5 separate regions of the Mus musculus genome follow, and regions 1, 3, 4 and 5 are each linked to region 2. Evidence: chromatin contacts called from public HiChIP or PLAC-seq and capture Hi-C data. All regions are on one chromosome and are shown on one strand. The core of a region is the stretch at or near the end of the contact, and the rest is flanking DNA. Distances in the headings are between cores, read along the strand shown.

Region 1 (4,238 bases), core at 1,036-3,535, 330 kb before region 2:
GAAGCTGGGGAGGGCAAGGGCCGTGTACTGCCCCTCCCCCACGACATGCCCCTCCCCCAAGACTGTGACCTGTCATAGTAACTTCAGGCGTCTCAGACCTGCGCCTCACCTCAGCTTCTGCACCATCACATTCAGACTTTGTGTTCTTAAAACTTAATGAGAATTGCAAAGAGCTTGATGCCAAATGTTTATAGTAAAAATTTGCCAGAGATTTAAAAATACTAACTTCAACAACAACAACAAAAAACAAAACAAACAAACAAAAACCAAAAAAACACCAAACCATTGTGGTGACTAAGGTGTTTCTCAGTGAAGATAATCCGTCTGCCTGGAATGAGCTCTGTGGGAAGAGGCCTGGGTTCCATCTTGTTCTGTTATCCCTGACTTATGGCCATACATAGTGCCCCACCATTTCTGAGCACAGACACACCAAGCTCAGAGAAGAACGGGGACACCGCTATGAAAACAGTTTGAGTCCCAGATCCCTGAAGAGCCCTTGACTATCATGAAATGTTTTTTCTTAACAAAACAAGGACAAGCATCACTGGTGACAGAACCTGGCTGTCTGGACCCTGCTTCCTAGGACAGTGCACATGGCCTTGTCGCCCTCCAGCACTGAGGAAAAGGAGGAGTCTTCAAAGCCACCTTCGGGCCACTTGTGCTCAGATTCTGGAAGAGGCTGCAGGTGCCCAGCTGTCAGGCTCTGTGACAGACACCCTCTGGTGCTCAAGGACCAGGAACATCAGGACGCCAGTTCCACAGCAGAGGCCCTCACAGGCCTGAGGCTCATCCTTCTCCCTATGAGAACCTTGAACACGTCTGACTTCTGGCCTTTGAGGATGACCCCAGGCATCGTTTCCGTGTCTCTGCCTCACCGGGTCCCACTGATGAGAAAAGTCTGGGGTCAGTGGGTTGATGTGGGGCCAGTGGACTGGTCCCATAAAAGTAGAGATGATGTCTTCCAGAGCTTGGAGGTAACCTCCTCCTCCTCAAAGGGCATGTGCCAAGCCCAGGGCTCTCCACGAGCCTCTCACAAACGGTGCTGTTCAACTCCACTCTACCTAGTGAATGGCTACTGCATAAGGCTGCATGGAGCACCATGCCTTGGGGGTAGCACCTACTATGCCTTCTGGGTAATTTGAGGTGGTCATGTGCCATCAGGAGGTTGACGTTGAACAGACTTCCAGGCCACTCTCCTGCTGTGGAGAGGTCTGTGGAGCATTTCAGGAAAAGGCCTGCTCTGGTTGTGTGACTGCCTGGTGGCTTGGAGGGTGCCACAGTGCCTTAACAACCCAAGTATCAGTCTGCATCTTCCCAGGGCCTGCAGGTCACAGCCCAGGAGCCACACATGAACATGGGCAGGCTGGGAGGGCCAGCCATGGTGACCAACTTTCCAGGACCTTCCTTGGCCCTAGGTCTGTCTGTCTGTCTTGTGGCTTCTGAAGGTGAGCTCCGGGTATAACTTCCCCACTTCAGCAGGGGTGTTGGTCTCTCAGTGAGGTCAGAGTCACTGACCCCACCTCCAGATGCGGACACAGCCAATGCATTGTGAAGGAAACTCCCACCACTCTGTGCAACCGCAGCTGGTTGTGTGACTCCGGGCCTGTATCACAGGGGCAGTGCACCTCCATCTTTGCAGAATGCCCTTCCCTGACTCAGGATCACTGGGTCTGGACTGAGTGCCTGCAGCTTCTCTCTTCAAACCCAGCCTTGATTTCCCGTGGGCTATCACTTGTTTCCAAAATCAGACTTCAGCCTGTTGTTCTATCTCCTGGCTTTTCTTCTGTGTCATAGAAGCAGACAATGCTATGAGGCCAAGGTTGTTGGAGAATGAGTCCCAGGGGCAGTCTATAGAATCGGCACTTGGCCATCAGGCTCTGTAGGAACTGTGTTATCTGATTCACGTAGGCTAAAGTTCAAATAGGTAAACATAGCCCAAGCCTCAAGTCCAGCCCCCAGCACCCATTAAAAGGGGTCAGTAGCCACGGTACCATGGGCACTGGAGAGATGACAGATGGCCGTAAGTTGAGCCCTGCCCACAGTCTTGCCCTATAGTTGGGTGGTGGCTGTAAGGATGGGGGTCAGCACTGGGGACACGTGTGCCATGGGGGAGGGGTTGGGAGGTAAAGTGGGGTCAGGATCTACAGGGACCAGCTGGAAAGTGACTTCAAGCCAAACTATGCGTGAGCTTAGGGGCCAGGACAGAAACCCCATCCCCAGGGCTGTGAATGTGATCCACTGAGTGGCTTGCTGCACACAGAAAGGGGAACCATCATTTCCTTGAAGGGTCAAGGGAATGTGGGGGCTCCTCTTAGCCTCGCCCAGGCATGACAGAAGCGGCAGTGTGACAGCCATCACAACTGTCACAGGGCATTCAACAAGTGCAGCGTTTGAGGCTTGGTGTCAACTTGAAAGAGCAGCAGCTGGCGTGGGCTCAGGCACATGGGAGTGGCAGCGTCCAGTTTCAGGACCCAGCCTCTCCCTCCCTGGCTCTCAGCACCAGGCTCCCTCTGGTCATTCCCAGCCCAGGGCCCATCTGTGAATCACTGGTTATAGAAGGACCTACAGAGACTGAAGGGGACCGAGACCTTTGGGAGACAGAGGCCCATCCTGCATGTGCAGTACAGTTGTGTGGCCCCCAGGGCAAGTCTATCCAACAATACTTCCTGTATTCAAAGACCGTTTAAGCAAAATATTGAGAAAGCTGTTAAAATTATCAGAACGGTCTTTCTGATCTTCACACCCCTCAACTGACGCCACTCTTCCATTTCTGCCTAAGTCACTCTTTGGCATTGTCTCAGTTAGGGTTTTTGTTGCTGTGATGAAGCAACTCAAGGAGGAAAGGGTTTATTCCACTTCCCCCTTCTTAGACCATCACCAGGGCAGGCAGGATCCTGGAGGCAGGAGCTGATGCAGAGGCCACGGAAGAGTGCTGTTAACTGGCTTTCTGCTCATGGCTTGCTCAGCCTGCTTTTTTATAGAGCTCAGACCCACCAGGCCAGGGTGGCCACACCTACAGGCTAGAATCATCCTCCAAAATGACCCTAGCTTGTGTGAGGTTGACATAAAATTAGCCAGGACAAATATGTGTGCCACAGTAAACCTGGGGCGTATGTGACCAAGGCACATCCTCTCTTTGTGGCAGCTCTAACCGTGCTCCCATCTGTCTGTAAACTTGAGTCGCCCTGAGCTACAGGCATGAGCAGCACTGTGGGTGTCATCCTCCCAAGGATATAGATGCAGACCCAGAAACCACCTGGGAGAGACCAGCAGAGTAGGCAGTGCTCCAAGGGGCCTGGAGAGCTGGGTGGTCCTGGACATGGACCAGGGCAGAAGCAGGTGTTCCTATCAGTAATGGTTAAATGTCCACCATCCACCAGATGTGCAGGTCACTCTGAAGGGAGAGACCTTGCTTGTCCTGACATTTTAGAGATTGCCTCTCAGAGTCAAGCAATCTACCAAGGTCACTTAGCACCTGCTGGCCAAACCCAGAGCCCATACCAGAACGCTTGGCTCCTCTTGGTCAGGTCAGCAGCCAGCCTCGCAGTCAGTGTCAGGAAATCAGGGTCCCAAAGTGAGGCTTGGCCCAGAATGCAACCTCACGATAACGTGATTCCTGAGGATGTTAGGCACAAACAAGCTTTTCACTGTGCTTTGTATGAGAACAACGTGCAGACTGTGTTGGGCTGAAAGACTGGACTCCTCTGCGGACACATCCCACCTGTCTGCCCTTCCTGGTTTCCTCAGCCATGGCCTCAAGTGAAGCCTCACACTCCAGCCCCCATGCCCCATCCCCCACATCCTGTATCCTAGGCCCCACGTGCCATGCCCTCCGCCCATACCCTCTACCCTATCCCTGCACCCCATCCCCGTCTGTCTTTGCAGCTGCAGTTCACAGCTTGGAGACAGCTGCCCTGGTTATTAGACATCTGCCTTTCTGCCTGAGGTAAAGAGCTGATCAAAGATACAAACCTCACAGAATAGCCACATACTTCCTTTGCAGATTGTAAAGCTATTTCTCCATCTGTTGACTCAAAGACAAAGGGTTCATGGGAGAATCAGCTGTTCGGGTAGCTAAACTGTGGATGTTGCCCCTGAACGGGTCATGGAGAGGCACCAAGATGCTGCTTCGCTCCAAGGGCCTCTTGTCCAGCCCTCTCTGCACCAGAAACTGACACCTTTAGCTTTTACTTCTAAACCCTGCAGTTGGGTCTTCACCTCGAAGCCTCGAGCCAGCC
Region 2 (4,234 bases), core at 273-2,772:
CATACAACAGCAGCTGTTTAGAATTGTTTCAGCAGGTGACAATCAGTAAAGAGATACAGGACAAGTGGACCTTCCAAACAACAGAAGCTGGTACGAAAAGTTTCATACACTTTATGTTATCTTGTGAAGAATAACACACAACCTAGGCACAAGAGTGCTCCCATATAAGATTTTAGAAAGCATCTGTAAAATGTCCTTCCACAGACACTTAGCAAAATACCTCCTCTTATGGTCAATTTCAAAGGGCTCATAGGACAAACATTTGCTCAAACAGATTTGCGGCCCACTACAGATTGACTGTGCTTTGCCATGTGCAAGCCTGGAAATGAGGGCATCAAGTCCAAGTGTTCCCAAATCTTGAGCCTCCCAACATTTCCTTCCCCAGTGACGTTCCTGTCCAAGAGCGCAGGTGAGTGGCTTGGCCGCTGAAGTCTGCTAGCAGCTGGTCAGAGGAGTCTTTCTGCAGCTCTTCTCCATTATTTCTTGATTTCTAGGTTCAAACCTTTTAGTTTTCCAGCCTCGTCCTTCTCGGTATTGGTTCCATCCCCTCTTCCCTCCCCAGGGTTCGGTCCTCAGTTCCCCTGTTTCCTCTACGCAAACCAAGCCAAGCCGACATCTCTCCCAGGACAGAGACAAAACTTGTCTTCCTCGGCTCCCATTCGCTTGCATCCTCTCGGAGCAAGGCTACCCCGAGACCCAAGGAATGGGACTGTCAGGCGTCCTCCCGCGGTCCAGGCCTTTGCACGGCTCTACTAGGCAAACCCTCCTCTACCTCCAGGGCGTCCAGTCGGTCCCTCCCCGCCTCCAGGATTCCCAGCCTGATCTCAGGAAGAGAGCGGGCGAGTAGGGGATATCCTCGCCGCGGCGAGAGCTGAGCGGATCGCAAACCATGCTAACCCCGCGGAGCCTTGCGCACCACCTTCCGGGGATCGCGTCCTTCCACCTCTTCCACAAACCTCCCCGGGCTGACGGCTTCAAAGCTCTGCCAGCTCCGCCCCAATCGGCGTCACTGTCCACTCAGAAGCGGGACGGCTCCGCCCAGCAGGCAGGTTGTCACCCGTCGCACAGCCCCGTCCCGCCCTCCGGTCCGGTCAGCACCCAGCTGACCCGGCGCCGCTGCCCTCCCCGGAGATCCAACTGGGCTCCTCACACCCCTCTTCACACCATGCTACTCCAAGTCAACCGCGCCCTCCCTCAACACCACGACGGGCACGCCCGGCCTCTCGGTTCGGTTATCCTAATGCCGCCACAGAGAGGTGACCTCCGCGCCCGGCTCTGGCCCGCACCTGCAGAGCGCAAAGCTAGCCACCTACCATGCTCCCCAAGGCTGCCGAAGCGACTTCAATTTTCTGCGCAAGCGCACGCCGCTCTTCCTCTGCGCAGGCGATTGCCGCGGCGGCTAGCAGCAGGCGCTCTGCGCAGGCGCAGTGTTCGAACGCTCCCTTCAGGTGACTGGGGGGGCTCGCTCCGTCTTCGGCTCTCCGCGTGCAGCGTGGACAGGCGCCCCTCAGCTCCGAGGCACAGCGTTTGGGTCACATCGTAACCTCTCTCGGAGGCTGTTGCTGTTCTGAGGCTCTTAGGCTTACGCACTCTCTGGAAGCTGGCTGGCCGGCCGGCTCCCGGGACTCCAGTTCCCGGCGTGCATCGCGCCGCGCGAAGGACGACGGAGCTGTCCATCGGCAGCCTGCTTAAAGGAGCCGCACCTACTTTCCAGCTGCGCGTCAGAAGCGCCTGAAGTAAGAAGAGGGCGGTGCCGTCCTCGGTGTCCTGGTCCCGAGGCCAGGAAAGAGATGAGGGCAATTCTTTGGCGGCCCTGAGGTTCGCTGCGTCGGGGAACTCTCGATCGGGGACAGTGATGCTGAGGTCGCATGTCCAGAGAGCGGCCTCCTCCATCGGGGTAAGCTCTGCAGCTGCGGGACTTCTGTCCTGAGATGCGCTCCACCGGGGTCCTCATCCGGGTTGCTCAATCCTGGCGACTCCTACCCGGGGCTCCTTCTTGGTTTGTCTCTTCCAAAGGGGATCCTTCCTAGGAGACTGCCTTTGTCTACTTTCCAGGGGGTGGAGGGTCTTTTCCTAGAAGTTCTTTCGGGGTATGGGGGAAGACAACCGTTTCCAAGACTTCACCTAAACTCGGAGGTTCAGCTCCCCGAGCCTCCCGTTTTTTTGTTCTTCCCTGTAATTTTTTGTAGTCTCTCTGTCCCGCCCCGTGAGGCTGCCCGCAGACAGCCTCTTCTTAAAGATAAACCTGGAAAGACGCCCCAAGATTGTCTCTTTCAATAAGGGATGTGGGTGCCCTGCAACACTTGACTTAAGCTTATACAGCCAGGGAGGTTGGCAGAGTCAACAATCAAACCAAGATGGTTTACACATTAATTTCTTAATTTAGGTGGTAAAACCAATCAAGTAAGTTGAAAGTGACAGGGAAGGTCACTCTGGCCCAGTGGGTTTAACCTCTCGTTTATTTATTGTCAGCATCCATCTCATCTTCCTGGGGTGCAATGTAGATTTGCTTACTTACCAGAGAAGTGTTTGCTACTGATGAAAGGGCCTCTTTCTTCATAGATCTTTTTCTCCTCCTTGGCTTCCCTAACTAAAAAAAGAACAAGCAGCTGGCTAGTGAGTAGGCTCTGTGTCTCCTCTCTTTGTGGATTTAAGTTGGCACCTCCTGAACAAATAAAGTAGCTATTTGAACAGCCCTTTGGGCACCACCAAGAAGCCATGGTTCATTGGTTCTAAGTCATATAGGCTGTTTGCTCTGCCTCTGTTTGACTTATCTTCCTTTGGTGCATGGCATCTTATTCCTCTTCTGTATTATATTCTCTATTTCTTTTTCCAAAGTAGTTTCAAGGATTGGCCGGCTACTGAAGTGCTTCATCTTTGGCAGCTACCTGTTATGTTCATGTGGGTACAGGTGCTCTTTTAAAATGTACTTTAGAGTTAAAATAGGCTTTGCTGATGGAAGAAGACACATTTAATCCCAGCACATGGGAGGCAGAGACTCAGATCTCTGCGAGTTTGAGGCCAGCTTAGTCTACATAGCTAATTCCAGGACAGCTAGGGCTGCATAGTAAGACTGCCTCAAAAATAGATAGGTAGGTAGATAGATAGATAGATAGATAGATAGATAGATAAATGAATGGATACATAGATAGATACATAGATAGAAAGATGAATGGATAGATAGATAGGCTTTAATTCAGTAATTTTTCCCATTGAGACTTTTCTTTGCTGTCTCATCCATTTCTCCTTTTTTATATCATCTTGTAGAGAGCAGAGCTCTACTTTGGAGGCTGAGGCAGGAGAAGCAGATGCTTGAAAGTAGCCTAGTTATGTAGTAGTAAACATTGTGTTTCAAAAATGGATTTGAGGGTTTTTTTTCTTCTTAATAAACTCATGACTGAGACTATAAGGCTGAATCACCACGCCTAGGAATTTATGTGATTCTTATGCCGGAAGTATTGATGTTGCTGTGCCAAATGAAAAGTAGCCTGGAGTTTGACTCTCAGAAGGTTTCTTCCTCAAAAAAAAAAAAAAAAAAAAAAAAAAAAAAGAAAGAAAGAAAGAAAGAAAAAAGTAAGAAAGAAAGAAAATAAAGCTAGGGACAGCATTACACACCTTTAATCCTAGCTTCATTCAGGAGGCAGAGGCAGGAGGATCTCTAAGTTTGAGGCCAGCCTGGTGTACAGAGTGAGAACTAAGCCAGAGTTATACAGCGATACCCTGGATCCTGTCTGTCTCTCTGTGTCTCTGTCTCTGTCTGTCTGTCTGTCTCTTTCACACACACACACACACACACACAAACACACACACAGAGGAATGAATAGAAAGGAAAACAGAAAGCAAAGGATTTTGTCTGTGTTGCCCTGGTTGTCCTGGAACTCAGAGATCCAAGTTCTTGTGTTTGTTTTTGTCAACCTGTCTCCATTGGCTTTCCCTTCCTGGTCTTATCAGAATGCTTGCCTCCCTCTCCTGGGTAGAGTTAGAGTCTTTAGAAATGCCACCTTTTATTTTTGCTACAACTAGCCCAGGTCTGGAAAATCAATGGGGGTAGCAGAGAAGTAAGTGTGTGTGTTTGTGTGTGTGTGTGTGTGTGTGTGTGTGTAGGAGGCAGACTCCCAGGGAGGTGAAATGCTGGCATATTTGGGGGTGGAGGATGCTGTCCAGGCAGGACAGTCAGTTGGAGGCTCCGCTAAGAGACTAGAGGGGGTATATCCATGAGCTGTAAATTGTATAA
Region 3 (3,911 bases), core at 1,026-3,525, 370 kb before region 2:
TGTTCCCTACGTGCAGATTCCTTAGTGTGAGACAAGGAGATGGCAGTGCTGCATCTCAGTCACCAGGAGAATGGAGTCTGCCCTTACCATGTGTGCTTCCAAGAAGGTGCTTAGAACATTGAGGCGCTCCAGGATGCTCTGTCGAAAGGACAGGGAGGCAGACACTGTCACCTTTTCCCTTGGTTCTGGCTTTGAAGATGGAATGACATCAGCAGTGTTTGTCACAGCGTGGACCCGATGGACCTCTACGGGAGTGCACATAACAAGCCAGACCCACTCACGGGCCATGACACCTCAGGCGTTTGCCCCAAGGAAGCCTAGGCTGCTCGAGGGCTTGCTAGAAAGACATAGGCCTGTCTCTGTGCGGCAGATGGAAGGTGAGGAAAGAAACCTGTGGAGAGGCAGGGCCTACGTCTCAGCACTTGCCCTGATGACAGCCTTCCTTCTCTGAGGCTGGAGGCAGCAGCTTGGCATGGGCGAGGGGTGAGCAGCGAAGGTTCTGGAGCTGGGGGGCACGAGTGTGACTCCCCCAGTCTCAGTCTTCAGATGTCACACAGCTCCAAGTGTCAACTGACCGGACTCTTAGGACCACAGGCACAGTGCATCGCCTGCCTAGGGTTCACTTGTCCATGTGGAGACTTGCTGCAAAGCCACTGCTGCTGCTTGAGGGGCTGAGCTTTCAGAAAAGCAGTAATTTCTACTATCTTTTTTTTCCCCGAGACAGGGTTTCTCTGTGTAGCCCTGGCTGTCCTGGAACTCACTCTGTAGACCAGGCTGGCCTCGAACTCAGAAATCCGCCTGCCTCTGCCTCCCAAGTGCTGGGTTTACAGGCATGTGTCACCACTGCCCGGCCAATTTCTACTATCTTATCATTATATCTATATGTGGTTATTACACATTGATTTGGGGACTTTAGCACGGCAATTATCTTATAGATCTTTACCTTCCAGGCCAGGAGTTCTGAGGACAAATCCTGGGACATCTGACATTTTGTGTCTTGACCTTTAGTTCAGTGCTGAACCCAACATAGACACTGTTGCAACGGCATCCTGGTACACACATGTCTGTAGTTGGATTGTTCAGTGCGGGTGGATGTTGTTGGAAGCTGTGGTCTTACGGTACATACAGGTGTGTCTGTGCAGCTACCGACGCATACATGTTGGGCCCTGTGGTGATGGTGCAGTTTAGGGAATCATGGCGTTGGAGCACATATGTTGGCCATTGTGGTGCCAATGCATGTATTCTTGGATACTGGTCTTGGTGCACATGTATGTTACTGCATGTACACCATGTTGGTACACACATGTTTCTGGTCACCATAGTGCTGAGATATATACATGTTGGTGCACATTGCGTTGTTGCACACCATGGTGCTGATACAATTCATGTTACTGGAGTCTGTGGTCCTGGGGTTTGATAGACTCTCGTTATTGGAGTCTGTGGTCCTGGGTTTCCCACGTGTTACTGAAAACCACAGTGCCAGGGCATTTATCCTGTTGGCAGGATGCGACCCGTCTGACCAAACAATAAAAAGATGGCCAGCAGCTGGAGAGGCTGGTGTTCGCCACCCTGTGCATTGCAGTAGTACTCTGTGCACCAGCGACCCGGAATCTGTGTGAAGCCGGTGGTGTCAGATGCAGAGCGTGGCCCTCTGCCAAACATGGCGAGGTTAGGGAGCCCTGGGCCTACAGCTGAGCTTCCTTCTCGTAGACCTGTGTCTTAGGTCTGGCACCGCCCTTGCTGGGAGAGTCAAGTCTTGACCCAGCTACCCACCGTCTCCCTCTTACCTGGGCATGAGACCTCGTGGAGAGCGCGCTCTAGGCTGCTGTGGACTCTGCACCTGCCCTGCAGCGGCGGGAGGTAAAGGGGGCCTGGGGCAGGAAGTAAAGGGAGCATTGGGCTCAGGCTGGATGTTCTTTGGGTGGTTTGGGATCGCGTCCCTGCAGCAGCTACTTCCAATCCCGGAGGACAGAAACCCTAGGAAGAGGGGGAAGGGCAAGGGCAGACCTGTGCGCCTGCGTAGTGGGCTTTCTGATGCCCCCTTGATGCAAACTAGCCTCCCAGGTGCTCAGGTGGTGCACACGCATGACTCCAGGTGCGGTGGTGACACGCCCGGCAGGCTCAGTGCTTCCGCTTCCGCCTAGCGCCCCCCGCCCCCCATCAACGCAAAGCGCGCCCCCCTCCCTGTGGCGCGGAGACCAATCCTGGGAAGCCAAGGAAAGCGCCACAACCCCCTCCCCGCTCCAGCCGCGCCCCCTCCCCACGGCTTAGCCCCACCCGACAGCACCTCTGGTGCAGCGGAGGACGATCTTCTGGGGATCGGTTTTGTTGAATCGGAGGATGAGGTTTTGGCTGAGAAATGAAGAGATGGCCCTAGAAGAAATGGTGCAGAGATTAAACGCGGTTTCCAAGAACACTGGTAGGAGGAGCCGCTGGCCTTGATTATATATTCTTAAGCTTGACATCATTTGTTGAATTGTAGAGAATTGCATCTAATGGCTGTATAACCACCTTCATTCACTATTCCCTAGCACTGATAACAGCAAAGGCAGGCGTGATGGGCATTTTTTTTTTGGTATCATCTTCTAGGCTTTGTGGATTGACAGTGTGATTTTATTCTGCTTGACACAGTTTGAGAATTACAGATCAGCAGCGCTGGCTTTCTAGGAGATGAGGGTTTGTAAGTGGAGCCATTTGCCCGTGGGGGGAGTCTGCAAGTCTGCTTGGGAGCATCACCTCATTTGCTGCAGTGGCCATGGAATTATGAGCCCAGAATGGTCCAGGGTCCAAGCCCAGGCCCTGCAGACACTGGGATGGGATGGGAGGTAAAATCCTCACTATGCACTTAAAGCCGTAAAGCCAATATTTGAAAATAATATAGGTTAAGAAGAGGGCGAGCAGTGCAATTAGACATTCATTTTCAGGATTAATTGTCTGATTACTTAAAATAAGCCGTGAGGGACAAGCTACAGCCTCCTGTAGATTTCAGCCCCTCGGAGCTGGCAGGATGCATCTTGCCGTCGGCCTCCATCCGTTGTGCCGAGGGTTCCTGGCACGCTGCAGAAGAAGCAGGTACCACTGACTAGTTGTGTCTGGCATGGGGAGGAAATAGTGGTGTGCTATTAAAAGTAGGTTGGTTTTTGTCGTGTGTTATGTGATACGTGGCGTTATCTAGTTTTCTAAGTAATACTTTCCTGGGGGATTAAAATTTCATTCGTTGTCTGGGCTGGGTGTGGCACCCTCCCTGTATTAAATAACTAAATCAGCATAAGCATCAAGTGCGGTGGTCTCCCTGCACTTGTGTAGACAGACGGTCAGTTTATAACGCTGGCTTTGCAAGTGAAATGGCTGCTTATTATAAATGGGTGAAAAGAGAAGACAGACGTTTATGCCTTCTGTCCCCTTCCTCTTAGAGATGTGGCCCAATTTTCTGGGTGTTGCTTGGACAAGATCTGAATGAGTGTGGAGCTCCAGGGAGCTGTTTGCCTGCCCAGGGGGGCCCTGAGGAAGAAGTGGGACTTGCTGCCCTTCCCACCTGTGCTTGGCTGGCGTGGGGGATCACAAGAGTGGGAATTGCTCCAGCAGTGACATCATCCTGAGTTTCAGATCCTGAGGTTTCCTCCTGGGCTCTGAAGGACACAACATGTGTGTCTTAAGTTGTAAAAAGGCTCCCAGAGGAGCAGAACCTGGACCAGATACTCATTGAATGTTTGTCCAAGCATCCTTGGATTGGGCCCCGGTGGCTACTATTGTCTCGCCAGAAGCAGCAGCTCCAGCCTGTGCCCTCTGAGGTTTCTGCAGTACTAGAGTTGTAGATTCCACTAAGACCCAAAGATGTGGTTGGCAGGACCCTCTGATATGAGCATCCCATTGTTCAGTGGTGGGGAGGGAGATGTCACCACACCTGCACC
Region 4 (4,428 bases), core at 671-3,170, 310 kb before region 2:
TGGTTTTTAGGTACTTCTGTGGAGCCAGTATCCTGTGGCAAGGGTACACAGGACCTGGGTGGGAAAGGGCTAGTGGAGGTCCCAGGTGCCTGTGCTTTTGAGCATGCTGACCACTGACCACAGAGAGGCAGCCTTCCCTTGCCCTGTCAGCAGGCCCCCAAGCTGCTTGCTATACATCCTCCCCACATGACCTAGATTACGTTGCTAATACACACTGGTCCAGCATTAATTCAAAGCAAAGTGCAGACAGATTTGCTCCTCAGCAGATCATAAATAAATCAGCTGGAGGCCCTGTTCAGTTGGAGGACTGGGAGTAGCCATAAGATCCCAGGCCATCCTCCCGTGCAGCACATTGACTCTGCATTTACAAAGCTCTTCCCATTCACACAGGCTAACAGGGACTCCTGCTCCTACCTAAGAGGTGCCTGCATGGCTCACACATGTACAGATGCACACACCACACACTAGCACTGAAATGTGCAGGCAAAATGAACAAGACAGATGCACGCACACAGACACACAGACACACAGACACACAGACACAGACACACACACACACACACACACACACACACACACACACACACACACGTATGCAGAGGCACATGCTCACTGAGATGACTCGTGGCTTGTGAGGACCATTGGAAGTGGGATACAGAGGCAGAACTCAGAGAGCGTAGATGCTGTCTTCTAGAATACCTGTTTGACTCTCCCTATTTGACTGGCCATTCACACAGTCCCCAAAGCAGCCAGATGTGCCATGCATTCAGATGGAAGTTTCCATGGAGTGTGAGTGTTCTGGGAGAGAGGGCGTGTGTGCAACCATGCGTGTGCTAAGCCACTGCCACGCTGGTGTTAAATGCCCAATCTCTGCCTCTGCTTCCTCCTCACCGGGAACCACAGATGAGGGTTGGTTAACCTCAAGATCCCACGTGTGGTGGGCAGTGTGACCCTGAGTCTCAGCTCGCCTTTCGCCCAGCCGCGCTTTAGGGGTGTCCTTCACATTGGCCTTGTTTACTGCTTTCTCCGCAGTGTAGATGGGCCAAGTGTACCTGCCTGTCAGCAGGCGGACTTGGGGGCCCATGCTTTCTTGGTTGGGGCCCTGCTGCCATGAAGGGCAGTTACTTGATTAATAGTAATCAATGCCTTCATGTTTCGTCCCTGTTGGTGACAGTCTCCTTGAGTCTCATGTACCCAGAGTCTGCTCCTCTGTCTGACTTGGGGTGACTTTTGCTATCTATCATGAAAGAACATGACCAAAAGCAACTTGGGGAGGAAAGGGCTTTGGCTCACCCTTTCACAGCACTGTGCAGTCATTGAAGGAAACCAGAACAGGAACCCAGAGGCGGGAGCTGATGCTGAGGCCGTGAAGGGGTGCTGCTTACAGGCTTGTTCCTGCGGCTTCCTCAGCCTGCTTTCTTATCGGACCCAGGACCATCAGCCCTGGGGATGGGACCACCCACAAGGAGGGCTGGACCCTCCTTCATCAATCACTAATTAAGAAAGTACCTCATCGGCTTGCCTGCAGCCTGATCCTGTCTCAGTGAGGCATTTTCTCAACTGAGAGTTCCTGATCCCAGAGGAGTCTAGCGCGTGTCAAGTTGATAAAAAATGATCCAGGACATCCTCCTGCTGTCCCTGCTGTTGTCTGTGACAATGCTTACCTGGATGGTCACCGTGTGTGGCTTCCAAGGGGAGCTCAGCCCCCACGGCCAGCTTTGGATCAGGACAAGAGGACTGCAGAGGACACTCACGTGGACAAGCCTGCCATCTCGTCCCTGGCTCTCACAGACTGCTCGAGACCTCGGCTTCCCACAGCAGCGTTTCATTTGTGAAGTCCAGTGCTTTGAGCGCTGAAAGCCTCTGAAGCTCCCAGGAGTCCCTGCGACTTCTGCTCTTGAAGACTCTCTGCAGGGACCTTCACATGCGGTCCCGCCCTGTTCTTCTGAGTCGCATTCTCCTAACCCCACCAGAGGCCACTTCCTCTCCATCACTCATTAGTTATCTTCCTCTGTAACTGCCATCCAGTGTGATAGTCACTGACCACGTGTGGCCGCTTAAAGTTAAAATGGAAGAAAACAAAGTAGTTGTTTCTGCTCACACATGGCTAGGGGCTGCCACACTGGGCAGCTGCAGTCTGTGACACGTGTCATGTAACCAGCACATGCCTGGCGTTCAGAGGCAAGGGCAGTGACTGTCCTGGTCTTTTGTTCAAGAGGAAGAAGAGCTGCCATCACCCTGCTAGAGTCTGTGCCATTGTACCATGCGGTAACTCGGGGAGGCACAAATAGTGGCTCTTGGTGGCCTTCCCCAGGCCCTTCCTCCACCCTGTCACACAGTGCCATTAGCTGCTATTCAGGGAGTTGACAGTGGCTGAGAGGGAGCCAGTGTGTCAGAATACTACTTGTTAATCCAAAGTAGAAGGGGTGCCTGAGGAGAAAGATCTTGGCAGCCTTGGGCAGCCCTCAGGGAGGACACTAACAAGTGCCCTGAAGCCACAATGGAGACAGTGAGTGGCAACTCCCCCACTACACACACACACACACACACACACACACACACGCATGTGCACATGCAACAATTTCTTTGTGAGGTGTGATGAGTTCTTTCTGAGCACAGATTGATTTGACAGAGCTCACAGGAGCTTTTGACAGAGAGACCAGGGAAAGTGAGGGCAGAGGCTCCTGAGCCAAGATGGCTGTGAGTTGGGTATATTCACACCATTTTTGACATCAGAGGCTCTGATTCTTCTCCAATGTTCAGAGAGGGGCTGGTTGTGCCCAGTGGCTGCTGCTGACCTGTGGGTTCCATCAGTCTCCCTGTCCTCCAGAGCCAGGAGTACTTTGATCATTGAGTGTTTGAGTCCCTCTGCCCTCCACCAGCGCATAGCATGCACCTGTGCCCCAGGGAGCCTTGGGGCTGGGGACACCGGCCCAGAGCCAGGCATAAGTAATACTATGCACAGGTGGGAGGAGCCCACCCTGTTCTGTGACCCCATCCCTGTTCCTGCCCAGAAGGACCAGGTCCCATGTGTTTCAGGAAAGTCTAATAAAACTGTGAGTCTGCTGGCTGACTCCAGGCATCCTCAGCCAATGCTAAAACAAACAAACAAACAAACAAACAAACAAAATCTGAACCCACAGGAGCCAACCAGGCAGCCTAGGGAAGATGGGTAACCTCGGGAATATGGCCTTATTGTCCTGGCGCTGCCCTTGTGCACTTACTGGGCCCTCACAAACTGTCCCTTTATGCTCTCTGGGCAGTCAGCTGTGAGGCCTGGGCACCTGGTAGGAGGAGCCCAGAGGGTAGTTAATGACCCACCTCCAGTGCCCTCCTGAATGTGCAGCTTCATACTGACCACACGAGGGCGCCATTAGTCAAACCATTGTCAAGTCAGGTTTACTGTGAGCCCCATGGCTCCTCTGTCTGGCCTGGTTTCACTTACTCCCCCTCCCCCACCCCTTCCATCCTTATAACTCCTTTGTAAATCTTGTACACTGTATTCCAACACCTGCTTTTAAATACCAGTGTCACTAAGACAGTGACACTTGGGTAGGACGAGACATTACACAATCAAGGGGACATGTCCCACTGGCAAGAGAGGTTCCATCTGTGGTGAACCTATCCTGAGACCCCTGGGCCTCTGGTCAGCTCACTCCAGCTGCCTCTCTCCAGGCCCCCACCCCCTCTGCTGATCTCACATGCCTGTTCCCTTCATCCAGGCACCACAGGGGAACATGTCGCCTTGACCAGCCCTCTACCAACCACTGGGATGCCAGTGTTCATGGATTCAGGTCGTGGGTTCTTAGTGCTGGTTGCTGTACCCCAGCCCCAACACCCGCTCACTCTTGCTGCTGGCCCTTGAGTGTTTACTGTTACCCATGATGCACCTACTGATGAGAACTATAAGGGCTAACTTCTCCTGGGCAGATGATGTCGATGACAAGCCAAGAAAGGTCCATCCAAGTCCGTCTTTTCAAAGTCATGCATTGTCTGGGTTTCTTACATGTTCATGGGTTACCCCCGAACAGCTGCACCACAGTAAAGGCAACCCCAAACCATGTAGAGCCAGACAGGATTATGTGCAGGGAGGCGGGTAGGAGCGGGGTGCCTAGAATCTCAGGTGGAGTCCAGTGACTCCCCCCACCCACTCCTTCTATGAGGGGATAGTAGGTCTGAGCTTGTGAGTACTCACAGGTGTTCTGATTTAAAGAGGGAAGCAACCACGCCATGCCCAGAGGACATAGCATGAGTTCTTGTAGGGCCTTTCTCACTGATGTCACAGGGCTTGGGGTATTTGACCTCTGCTGCCCCAAACCAATGTGAGATGGAGTAGGGCCTCCTGATGCCCCTACTGGGTCCAATGAGAAGATCCTGCTGAGCTAGGTCTTTGCGGAATTATGACCCAGCTGGGCATTTATGTCTGTT
Region 5 (3,849 bases), core at 243-2,742, 290 kb before region 2:
ATGTGGATACATTTATTAGAAGAACCAAGAGAAAATGGAGCAGCTCTGTGAGAACTCTGTTTTCCAGCTCAAACTGAGAGTCTAATGCTTTTGTATCTGGCCGTCGTACTTCAGTGGGGACCTAACATCTAGACTGCTTCTCAGCACTGGGAATGGCTCCTTGCTGGGAAACTCGGTTCCCAGCAACCCTGACTTCCGCCCAGAAGTCACCAGAGCATTTTCTCTATTGTAACAACCAGGTTGTCTCTAGACATCCCCAGTAGAGAGCCCCCGCTTTACACTGACTCAGTGTTGAATAATAGATGTCAGGGTATCAAATAACATCTGCACCGAGCCTTTGGAAGTTTATTCTGTAGTATCTGCCTGACAGCTTACAAAGCAAAGTCTTTATTTTCATCTAAAACTCATGGTAGAATGGCCTCAGAAAGGACAAGAGAAAGGTGAGGGCCAGCTACAGATGAAGAGCTTGGCTGGCTGCTGCGACCACACAAAGTAGGACCCTTTCGGAACTGTCAATCTAATGAGAGGGGAGTCTGTCTGGCTCTGCTGCTAAATTGATTCTCACCAGTGCCTAAAATGATGTTAGTGGCGTTCTCATCAGGAACCAGCATAAACTGGTTTCTTAGGAAGCAAAACTCTATTCCCTCAGCATACTGAGCTCCTTGCCAGAGAAAGTACTGCCACCCGTGGCTCATGTCCAGTGGCCTCACTGAGTCCCCACCATCTCCCAGTGAGATCTGTCAGAATGTGCCCATCGTATAGATGAGGAAACCAAGGAACAATTTGAATAAGAGGCTTGCATGGGGCCTGTCGACCAGAGGGCGGAGCTGGCCCCATTCAAGTCAGAAGCCAGAGCCACTGTGACGTCCGGGGCAGGGTGCCTGATGCTGCTCCCCTCTCTCACAGGTCATGATGCTAAGCTCAGTGCCAGAACTACACGGCTACATTGATAAGTCGCAGCTGACCGAGGACCTCGGGGGGACCCTGGACTACTGCCACTCCAGGTGGCTGTGCCACCGCACAGTGAGTGGGCCTGGGTGCTCTGCAGCCCTGTTCTCATTACTTCATAGGCCGGCAGAATAGTTTTCACATGACAACACTGCCTTTTAAAAACACGCTCACATGAAGTTCCTTCCCCAAGAATGAGGAGATGGTCTCTGTAGACCTTAGTCACTGTAAAGAGAGACCATGAGTAATGACCCTGGGTGCGGCTCTCTCTGAGCTTAGAGGGAAAAAAAACCCTGCCAAGCTCTGTGTTGTGGTCTGGACACTCACAAGTCTCCTATCAAGGAGCTGGAGGTGGACACCCTGAGTACAGAATGACCCCGGGCGACAGGGATATTTGCAAAGCCTGCCTTGTACATTTCTGAAGGAGCGTTAAGTTGAGACACTCACCAGAAGGTATTTGCTGGCACCCGTGTGTCTACAGGGCTTGGGGGCCACCCTCTCCTTTCCAAGAACAGTCATGGTGTCAGCTTTCAGAGCTGCAGGCTGCCACGGCCCTGTGCAGGATTCTGTGACCGTGTTCTCCCTCCTCCCCAGGCAATTGAAAGCTTCGCCCTGATGGTGAAGCAGACAGCCCAGATGCTGCAGGCCTTTGGGACCGAGCTGGCTGAAACAGAGCTGCCGAATGACGTCCAGTCAACCAGCCTGGTGCTCAGCGCACACACAGAGAAGAAGGCCAAAGTGAAGGTGAGTGTGGCTTGTGGGGCTGGGGTTCAGAGCAGGGCAATTTGATCCTAGACACAAGATGTCAGATGAGTTGCCACGCGGAAGGGCCAGAAGTAAATGTGTCTCTGGGGCTCTTGATAGGACACTGAGAACTGGCCATAGCCCTGTCAAAGCCCCATAGACAAGCCCTGTTAGAATGTGTGTGCGTGGATGGACAGCACCCTTGAGCCCAGAAAACCTGGGGGGCTTCAGAGTCTGTCCAAAGCCAAGACCAGAGCACTTCTCTGGTGGGTGTGCCCTGTAGGGGGCCGGGCAGCTCCAGTGTAACCAGGCAGGGCGTCTGCCAGTTCCTCTCACGGGTGACTGATGGAGTTGTGGTTGAATTTGCTGCATAAAATACCATTGTGCTACAAGCTCCCATGGCTTTCTGGGGTCAAGACATCCTGCATCACTGATGGCTTTGACATGGCAGGGTCTGGGTGGCTGTAAGCTGTCGTGTCCTGAAGATAATTCCCCATCTCTGCAAGGCATGTCTCTCACACCTTCGAAATGGCTTTTGCCTGTAAAAGGCCAGCTATAGGAGATGCGCAAAAGTCGGGTTTCCAAAAGTTGCTTTTGACCTCATCCCCGTGCCCCGAGTGACCCGAACCCTAGCTTTGCCACAGCAAGCAGCAGTGGTGCCATCCTTGCTAGTGTATGTTTTTGTTTTTAAATTAATTCTTTGAGGATCATATATAAGTATACAGTGTCCTCGACAGTTTTAAGTGCTCTGTGTGATCACCCACAGTGCACAGTGTTCCCACCCCATGCTAGCCCCACCTACTCACTGTCGAGACCTGAGCCCAGCCAGCTGGCTGCAGTGCAAACCCTGTGTTCTCTCTCTCTCTCTCTCTCTCTCTCTCTCTCTCTCTCTCTCTCTCTCTCTCTCTCTCTCTCTCTCTCTCTCTCTCTCTCCCTCTCTCCCTCTCTCTCTCTCCAACCCCCACCCCCGCAGGAAGATCTGCAGTTAGCACTGAAGGAGGGGAACAGCATCCTGGAGAGCCTCAGAGAGCCACTGGCTGAGAGCGCGGCCCACAGTGTGAACCAGGACCAGCTGGACAATCAGGCCACCGTGCAGAGGTAAGGCCCACACCTGCCTGCCCTCCCGTGCTCTGGCCAAGGTGCAAGACTTCCACAGATACATAGCCACTGTGAAAACACTCGACTACCAGCCAAAACGATTGCAACAGATCCCAAGTAGGTAGCCCTCTGGCCAGCCTCCCATGCTAAAGAAGGGGAGGGGGGAGTTCAAGAACAGACAGTTTCACAGTTGGGAAAGTGTTCAGCAGCAACAATAGCAGAGCACCTTAGATTCGAATGCCTCCCACATCCCCAGTGCACCGTAGGAGAGTAGCTCAGGGTGCCTGTGTTCTAGCCTTGTGTCTTCAGGCATATGTTTTACTATCACAGTAAAGCTACTGCCTGTCTTTCTCACTGGTTCTCCAAGTTTATAACACAACACAGGACAGGGTGCCATCTGTCAATGTCCACTAGTGCTCCCTGTTGCTTTGACACATTGAGAGCCCTATCTGCCTCCTTATCACACTGTAGACTCGAGGGATGCTGTTCTCACCTACAGGACAGGCTCAGGGTACCTGGATGCATCAAATTTTATCCAGAAACCCAGTGGTAGGCAGCCAGGCTCTTGGCCTCTGGCTTTCACCTGGTGCTCGCCCCCACAGGCTGTGGCTGTATGCAGAGCAGGCATGTTGTATTGGGAGTATAGGAAAGGCACATAGTAGGTTACCAAGGCTCCCTAGCAGGAGATCTAGCCACCATCACCCTGGAAAAATTATCAAGTCCTCCAAGACTAGGTAAAGGGTGAGAACAAGGTGGTACTGGTTGGTTCTGTTTAAAGTCCTTTAGCAAGAAGTAATCCTAAGGGCGAGGGTGGCGAGCACCAGCGCTACACCTCTGCAGCCAACTGCTCTTCACCCTGGCCAGGGGTTGTCCTCAGTAAGCCCAATGGCCCTTCAAAAGTGAATAAATGTGGGACTAGGGAGATGGCGCAGTTGATGGTGCTTGCCATGCAAGAACAAAAATGTGGCTTGGGATCACCAGTAGAAAGCTTGGGTGTAGTGGCTCATATTTGTAATTTCAGTACTGTGCAGGTAGACACAGGCAGATTCCTGGTACATA

The links. HiChIP or PLAC-seq counts read pairs in DNA pulled down with a chosen protein or histone mark. Capture Hi-C pulls out chosen DNA fragments and counts their contacts.
Region 1: an H3K4me3 HiChIP or PLAC-seq map of bone marrow-derived macrophages shows a contact between it and region 2, with 3 times the contacts expected there. The contact joins the enhancer-like site here to the promoter of Tmco3 in region 2. A contact is called at or near these places in 3 of 39 promoter capture datasets (HPC-7-derived erythroid cells, cranial neural crest and liver), 3 of 115 datasets of contacts at active chromatin or transcription factors (acute myeloid leukemia, bone marrow-derived macrophages and embryonic stem cells) and 1 of 9 other capture datasets (adipose tissue).
Region 3: a capture Hi-C map of macrophages shows a contact between it and region 2, with 5 times the contacts expected there. The contact joins the promoter of Mcf2l here to the promoter of Tmco3 in region 2. A contact is called at or near these places in 2 of 39 promoter capture datasets (the SN4741 cell line and embryonic stem cells), 2 of 484 Hi-C or Micro-C datasets (both in embryonic stem cells), 5 of 115 datasets of contacts at active chromatin or transcription factors (embryonic stem cells and pancreatic cancer cells) and 2 of 9 other capture datasets (liver and macrophages).
Region 4: an H3K4me3 HiChIP or PLAC-seq map of the SCID.adh cell line shows a contact between it and region 2, with 13 read pairs. The contact joins the enhancer-like site here to the promoter of Tmco3 in region 2. A contact is called at or near these places in 11 of 39 promoter capture datasets (the 3T3-L1 cell line, HPC-7-derived erythroid cells, cranial neural crest and 6 more), 1 of 15 datasets of contacts at CTCF or cohesin (pro-B cells), 9 of 484 Hi-C or Micro-C datasets (the G1E-ER4 cell line, the HL-1 cell line, the MNK3 cell line and 4 more), 19 of 115 datasets of contacts at active chromatin or transcription factors (the 230-238 cell line, the SCID.adh cell line, T-cell acute lymphoblastic leukemia and 10 more) and 3 of 9 other capture datasets (adipose tissue, macrophages and pancreatic islet).
Region 5: an H3K4me3 HiChIP or PLAC-seq map of embryonic limb bud shows a contact between it and region 2, with 3 times the contacts expected there. The contact joins the enhancer-like site here to the promoter of Tmco3 in region 2. A contact is called at or near these places in 8 of 39 promoter capture datasets (the 3T3-L1 cell line, embryonic stem cells, hippocampal neurons and 4 more), 1 of 15 datasets of contacts at CTCF or cohesin (pro-B cells), 2 of 484 Hi-C or Micro-C datasets (the N1E-115 cell line and embryonic stem cells), 14 of 115 datasets of contacts at active chromatin or transcription factors (the 230-238 cell line, bone marrow-derived macrophages, embryonic limb bud and 7 more) and 2 of 9 other capture datasets (embryonic stem cells and pancreatic islet).

What each region holds. Positions count from the first base shown.
Region 1 is chr8:12,953,271-12,957,508 of GRCm38.p6, forward strand. The region is part of intron 1 of Mcf2l (mcf.2 transforming sequence-like); the gene reads left to right. Among named protein-coding and RNA genes, the nearest start is that of Gm38671, 7.4 kb to the left of the region's middle. Within about 2 kb of position 2,286, at least 22 of the 459 cell types and tissues checked have an H3K27ac peak or open chromatin away from gene starts, as enhancers often do. A contact at or near this core is called in acute myeloid leukemia and bone marrow-derived macrophages, where this site is marked.
Region 2 is chr8:13,286,491-13,290,724 of GRCm38.p6, forward strand. It overlaps Tmco3 (transmembrane and coiled-coil domains 3), which reads left to right and starts at 1,523. Exons shown (of 13, transcript NM_172282.2): 1 at 1,523-1,897. It overlaps Dcun1d2 (DCN1, defective in cullin neddylation 1, domain containing 2 (S. cerevisiae)), which reads right to left and starts at 1,636. Exons shown (of 7, transcript NM_001024504.2): 1 at 1,314-1,636. The coding sequence starts at 1,316.
Region 3 is chr8:12,913,636-12,917,546 of GRCm38.p6, forward strand. Mcf2l (mcf.2 transforming sequence-like) reads left to right here and starts at 2,276. Exons shown (of 31, transcript NM_178076.4): 1 at 2,276-2,419. The coding sequence starts at 2,341. Gm15351 (a long non-coding RNA gene) reads right to left here and starts at 1,589. Exons shown (of 2, transcript XR_870153.3): 1 at 944-1,589; 2 at 1-391.
Region 4 is chr8:12,975,566-12,979,993 of GRCm38.p6, forward strand. All of the region lies in intron 3 of Mcf2l (mcf.2 transforming sequence-like), which reads left to right. Among named protein-coding and RNA genes, the nearest start is that of Gm38671, 30 kb to the left of the region's middle. Within about 2 kb of position 1,921, at least 24 of the 459 cell types and tissues checked have an H3K27ac peak or open chromatin away from gene starts, as enhancers often do. A contact at or near this core is called in the HL-1 cell line, the MNK3 cell line, the SCID.adh cell line and 1 more, where this site is marked.
Region 5 is chr8:12,995,704-12,999,552 of GRCm38.p6, forward strand. Mcf2l (mcf.2 transforming sequence-like) reads left to right here. Exons shown (of 31, transcript NM_178076.4): 6 at 907-1,023; 7 at 1,543-1,692; 8 at 2,666-2,790. Among named protein-coding and RNA genes, the nearest start is that of F7, 28 kb to the right of the region's middle. Within about 2 kb of position 1,493, at least 77 of the 459 cell types and tissues checked have an H3K27ac peak or open chromatin away from gene starts, as enhancers often do. A contact at or near this core is called in embryonic limb bud, where this site is marked.